Regions from separate parts of the Mus musculus genome. Here region 1 is linked to region 2. Evidence: chromatin contacts called from public Hi-C data. All regions are on one chromosome and are shown on one strand. The core of a region is the stretch at or near the end of the contact, and the rest is flanking DNA. Distances in the headings are between cores, read along the strand shown.

Evidence for each region. A called contact is a pair of places that touch in the nucleus more often than the background predicts.
Region 1: a contact with region 2 is called in a Hi-C map of cortical neurons, with 2.7 times the contacts expected there. The contact joins two enhancer-like sites. A contact is called at or near these places in 1 of 484 Hi-C or Micro-C datasets (cortical neurons) and 1 of 115 datasets of contacts at active chromatin or transcription factors (SST interneurons).

Annotation. Positions count from the first base shown.
Region 1 is chr5:27,675,868-27,678,907 of GRCm38.p6, reverse strand. All of the region lies in intron 16 of Dpp6 (dipeptidylpeptidase 6), which reads right to left. Among named protein-coding and RNA genes, the nearest start is that of Paxip1, 110 kb to the left of the region's middle. Within about 2 kb of position 1,502, at least 25 of the 459 cell types and tissues checked have an H3K27ac peak or open chromatin away from gene starts, as enhancers often do. A contact at or near this core is called in SST interneurons and cortical neurons, where this site is marked.
Region 2 is chr5:27,073,807-27,076,854 of GRCm38.p6, reverse strand. The region is part of intron 1 of Dpp6 (dipeptidylpeptidase 6); the gene reads right to left. Among named protein-coding and RNA genes, the nearest start is that of Dpp6, 26 kb to the right of the region's middle. Within about 2 kb of position 1,649, at least 14 of the 459 cell types and tissues checked have an H3K27ac peak or open chromatin away from gene starts, as enhancers often do. A contact at or near this core is called in SST interneurons and cortical neurons, where this site is marked.

The sequences.
Region 1 (3,040 bases), core at 253-2,752, 600 kb before region 2:
CACACTTCCCCTCAGCCTTTGCTGTTCCATGCCATTTCCTCTCACACCAGTCCTCCTCTGGCTGCCCCTTTCCCTCCTCTTCGTCTGTCACAAACAGCCACTGCTCAACTGCCTACAGCTTTGCTTCTTGGTTCTGTAATAAACTATCCTGAGAACAGCAACTTCAGGAGGAAAGGGTAGAGGCTGCAGAGATGGCTCAGTGGTTACGAGCACTGCTGCTTTTCCAGAGGTCCTGAGTTCAATTCCCAGAAACCACATGGTGGCTCAGAACCACCTATAAAGGCATCTAATGCCCTCTTCTGGCATGCAAGTGTGCATGAAGACAGAGCACTCATACATTTAAAAAGAAAGGTAGAAAGAAGAAAGAAAGAAAGGTAGGAAGAAGTAAGGAAGAGAGGAAGAAAGAAAGGAAGAAAAAGAAGGAAGGAAGGAAGGAAGGAAGGAAGGAGAAAGGAAGGAAGGAAGGAAGGAAAGAAGGAAGGAAGGAAGAAGGAAGAAGGAAGAAGGAAGGAAGGAAGGAAGGAAGGAGAAAGGAAGGAAGGAAGGAAGGAGAAAGGAAGGAAGGAAGGAAGGAAGGAAGGAAGAAGGAAGAAGGAAAAAGGAAGAAGGAAGAAGGGGTCTATCCAGGTTACTGACCCTCATTGCAGGAGGAACTTAAAACAGCTGGTCACATGCCCAGTTGAGGGCAGGGAGAATAAACGCATGCGTGTTTGTGCCCAGCTCATACTTTCTCCTCATTCAATCCAAGGCCCAGCCCGTGAAATGGTGCTGCCCACATTAAGGATAATCTTCCTACATAATTAGCCCAGTTAAGGAAACCTTCACAGACATGCCCACAGGCCAGGCCAGGCTAGAAAATCCCCCCGAGACTCTTTCCTAATGTGATTCTACTTTATGTCAAGCTGACAGTTAAACAAGTGCTTCCCTTTTTGTTTGTTTTGGTGCCACACTGTACCTTCTCCTATGCCCTTCATACTTCTGAACTGTTCACAGGTTCTCTAAGCCCTACCAGAAGGTAGAGAGGACCAGGCCTGAGCTGAGGCACTAGGGATATGCTGGTAACCAGCTAACCTTCTTTAAAGGTTCTTCCAATTTTTCTTCTCCTAGATTCTGGACTCCCTGAGGGTGGTCCTCCCTGTGTTTCATCTTCTTGTGTTTAACATTGAGCCTGGTGTCTGCCTCACACTCAATACCACAGAAGGACTTCTCAAGACCAGGGTTCAGTTCTGTGTCCCCTAGTGAGTCAGACGCATTCCAACCAGGTGGTGATGTTCATGCATGGGGAAACCCTGACACTAAGAACTAGGAAACCATGTACAGCCCAGCAGGGGTTCTTGTGTAGAGCAATGTGCAGGGCTGCAGCGCCCTCTTGTGTACAGGCCGTACCCAGGGCTTCGGCATGGAGATCTATGGGATTTCTGCAAAGGTTCAGCTTCACTGTGCACAGAGAGCAAACTAAGCAGCTGTGGTCCTCTGACAAGTGCAAGGAAGACCTGGCTCTCAGCCACTGCTGGGTACTGTGGGACTGACTCATCTGTGAAAGGTGGGGGTAGGGTTGGCTGCTGTGGTGGGAGGAGGTGAGCACTGGCCTCCTGTGGATGCTCTCCCAGTCACCCCATACATCCCTAAGTGTGTCAGCACCCGCCAGGGGCTATGCACCCAGAATATCTTGGCTCCAACAGATTTCCTGTGACACAGTGGGGGAGTGCCTTGCTGTCAGTCCCCACAGGGATGTTCCAGCACCCACAGAATGGAATGCCAGTTGGTTTTAAGTGTCCTCTCCCACCCCTTTAAACCCTTTGGTGGTGGTGGTATCCTCTCTCATCATAGATCTGGGTCCACACACAGAAGATTCTCAGCAACAAGCTGATGTAAACAGGAGGGGAGGTTACGGCTGGCTTAGGGGAAAGGTGATGTACACGGGAGGGGAGGTCATGACTGGCTTAGGGGAAAGGTGATGTACATGGGAGGGGGCACACCAGAGCAATCACCACAGTCCCTGCAAGACCCGCAGAGTCAAGGCTCACTGCAGAGACCAGATCTCATGTGGCCACTTGAAATTCCAGCTCAGCACCACCAGGATTTCTCTGGGGCTTTCTTCTATGTTCTCATGTGTTCAACCTCCATGCCCAATAACAAGGAACTTGGCTCTCATTATCACTGACATCTAACTCATCAAATCCACCCCCTGAGTGAAAACACTTTCAGCTATCATATGTGTGTGTGTGTGTGTGTGTGTGTATGTTAATCCTAACACTTCAGAGGCAGAGGCAGGTGGATCTCAAACTCTGTGAGTTTGAAGCCAGCCTAGTCTACATGGTGAGTTTGAGGCCATCCTGGTCTACATAGTGGAACTTTGTTTCAGAAAGAGGTAAGAAGGGATAGGAGTGACACAGGTGCAGTATTTCTATGTGTCCCTGCAATGAACAATATTTTCTATAACTCCTGCCCCCTAAGCTCTCCCACCATGTTTGCCTCCATATTCCATGTTGCATTCATTCCTATGGGTACCATGACATTACACCCTGGCCTATCTCTCACCATGGGTGGGCCCAGAGGTAGAGGACTACCCATATCACTGGGCTGGGCTTAGTCATTCCATGCTGGACTGTTCTGTGAGGATGCATGCTCTACCCCTGCCCAGGAAAGGCTTTGGGTAAGAGAATCAAGGAGAAGGGAGGAGAAGGAATGATAAGGGAAAAAGAGGCGATGAAGGTAAGGGGGGGGGGAGGAAGGGAAAAAAGAAAGAAAAGAAGAAAGGAATAGGGCACTTGTGATTTCATCATTCCATGGGTGCCTTCACATGTGTCCGAGACCGGGTGAGGTACAGCACCCACCCTGAGTGGGTCTCTGTGGCAACTCTTAAAACAGCAGACATTACCATTCCAAATGGAAACACATTATAACACAAAACTTCTTGTTACTATGGTTTAAATAATCTGTTAAAGAGTGGTGTCTAGGGGCCTGGAGGGGTGGCTCAGTGGTAACGAGCACTGACTGCTCTTTTTGAGGTCCTGAGTTCAATCCCCAGCAACCACAT
Region 2 (3,048 bases), core at 400-2,899:
CTCATCTGTCTTCTGCCAGGCAAAAAAGTAATCCATTTTTCCTGTCTGTTGTGAACATTTTGTGTCATAATTAGGGTGTTCTGTCATAGCCTTATTCTACAGAAATAGTTTCTATTTCCTCCTGATAATTTAAAAACATTAGTCTTTAGTTCCTAGAGTCAGATAAAGGAAGCTGATTTTCTGCTCTTCACACAGGTGGATAAATGCTGTTCCCACTGATTTGTGAAAACTCTTCAGTCTTATGCTAATTTCCAGGTACAAGTTGGCATTTTCAGAGACCTAGCCTGTCTTTCCCTATGTTCCCTGAAGCTTGAGATAGGTGCTATAAATATCACCTCACAGACAGGAATGACAGCTACAGGAGTCTATACTTGGAAATCGTTAAAATCATACTGTAGTAGGAGCTATGTAAGCTGTATGTCTGTCTGTCCATTCATTAGGCTGAGTACTCTTTCTTCACCCAGTGCAGAGTACAGATCACAATTACCAAGGCCACAGGACTGGAGAGATGGCTCAGCAGTCAAGAACACTGGATGCTTTTCTCAAGAACCCAGGTTCAAGTTCCACACTCACATGGAAGGAAGCTCACAATAGTTTGTAACTCCAGTTCCAGGGGATCTGATGCCCTCTTCTGGCTTTCACGGGTATCAGACATGCAGGCAAAACATTCATGCATATGAAATAAAAATTAAAACAATAATGTAAAAAGTTACCAGGGCCTCACCTTGTGATTGATGCCCTATTGGCAGAAGCCATTTGTTCTCCATTGCCTTGCTCAGTCTTGGTCTGTTACATTTCTAGCCTTACCCTAGCTACATAATTAAAACATGCAACAGTGCACACCCCACACAGTAAAAATCATGCAAAACACCACTGTACTTGACCCCGTGGTTGCCCTGTGCAAGCAGGCAGCCCCATTTCAGCTGTTGCAGATCAGGATAGCTACAGGGGACTCTGATCAGACCATGAATATGAAGGCCAGGCACTGCAGCTCCTTGCCTTGTGGTGCTCAGACAAGCACCTCAGGACGCTTGCACCTGTGCTGTATATAGCACAGGCTCCTACTATTAGATTCACAGCGGACTCACCAGTGTTTAGAAAACCTTACCCATACCCAAAGACAAATCCTACACTTGTAGATGAAGATCCCTCATGCTGGGGGAGAATCATCCGCTTGAAGACCACTGCAAACCCTACTGCTAGAGTAACTCCAAAGTAACAACCCAATTCAGCCATGCATGGATGTCCTAAGGCTGGGAGATGCCCAGAGCCCTTTCACCATTCAGGAAAAGAGTGCTGGGTGTCACTTGTGAGGGTCCCCTATGGGAGCAACACGGCTCAGGGCATGCTATGAACGTGGGCAGGATCACAGGCCTCTGCACAAAGTCTGTTTGTGGTGATGTAATCAGATACCATTGAGCAGCTGCAGAAGAGTTCCATAGAGACCCCGGAGGTTATGGACAGAATCAGATAGGGCCAGACAGGGATGCCTTGCTGTGTAAAGGGGGGCTGCTGCAGCTTCTCCCCAGTGTGATGAACATCTCCGCTGACACAGGAGTTGTTTTTCGACGAGCTTCTGCTTGTCCCAGTCTTGCTGCGATTCTGCACAACCCTAAAAACCAGGGTCTCAGCAGTAAACTCTGCCCTCTGCTGGCAAGACTCACAAATCACACACTCCTGCTCTTCCCACGCCAGCCAGATCAGGCAGACAAATGGAAGCTGTCAAGGGGGTGCATAATGCTTTGTTTGTTTAAGAATGCTGTTTTTAATGATTGGGATTTTAGACTAATTTTGTCAACTTGACTCTTCCCATGCTCAGAAAAAGTTGAGTTGGAGAAAAGGGAAGAAACCTTCCCTGTTTCCTAGTAATCTGGTTTTGATTGACAAGGGAGGACCCTCTTCCTTGCTACTTGCTTGAAGAGATGCGAGAGCTGAGCTTATGAGCATGCTCAGTATAACACAGGTGTACCACCAGATCCAAGGAAGCACAGAAGAACGTTTCCACAGGGAGGAAATTAGATGATGGTGGGAATGGCCTGCCCATCTTGCTCACCACCCAGCAGGCAGTGGGTGCCATGGGCTCATCGTGTAATTCCTTGCAACTTATTCTAGGTTCGCACATTTCCATAAAGTGAATCTGGGCAGATCTCAGTTGGTAAAGACTGAACAGCTACAGCTGGAGAACGAAGGAAAACTCCACAGGGCTAAAGGACTCAGAAATTAGGAGCACTCGATGCTCTTTCAGAGGACCTGAGTTTAGTGTCCAGCATCCACAATAGATGGTTCAAACCACCTGTAACTCCAGCTCCTGGGATCAAATACCCTCTTCTGGCTTCTGCGTGCATCCACATGTAAATAAAATAAAATCATTGGGGGACAAAGAAAGGCCAGGGGTCGCAGTGGTCAGCAGACAGAAGGCCAAGAGACCTTTGGTCTCTCTTTTTCCTTTCTCAGATAGAAGGGTCAGAAGTGCAGCCAGTAGGCAGGCAAATCAAATCAGTGGCAGGGCACTTCCTTAGCTTTCACTCCCAGCGTCCCCATCTTTAAAATGATGCAACCAATACAAGTGCCCTGTTTATCACTGAAAGCTGAGGTAAGCCCTGTGTGAGATGTTTGTTCAGCCTTCCAGGGTAAAGCCATCTAATACAATGACATACATATGTGAGTCTTGTCCTATACTCTGGTTCTTGTCAGGCAATACAAGTGTGTGTGCATGTGACACTTGGGCATCCCAAGTTCCATAACACAGAAAGGAGGGCTCAATGAATGAGTGACTTAATAATATACTTCCCTTTTAAAACATGATTCATTCATCCATGTTAAGCCTCCCCATGGATAACTTACCTGATAGAAATTATGTGAATGTAGTCTGCAATCTCCCATGCCTTCAATTAACAAAAAGATGCAACAAAAACCATGTGCTGGGAAGTTTTGTATACTGTTTTAACTAAGGGCTCAAGGGGGGAATGCCCACCTTTTTAAAAGATTTATTTTATTTATTACTTTGTGTGTGTGTGTGTGTGTGTGTGTGTGTGTGTGTGTGTGTGT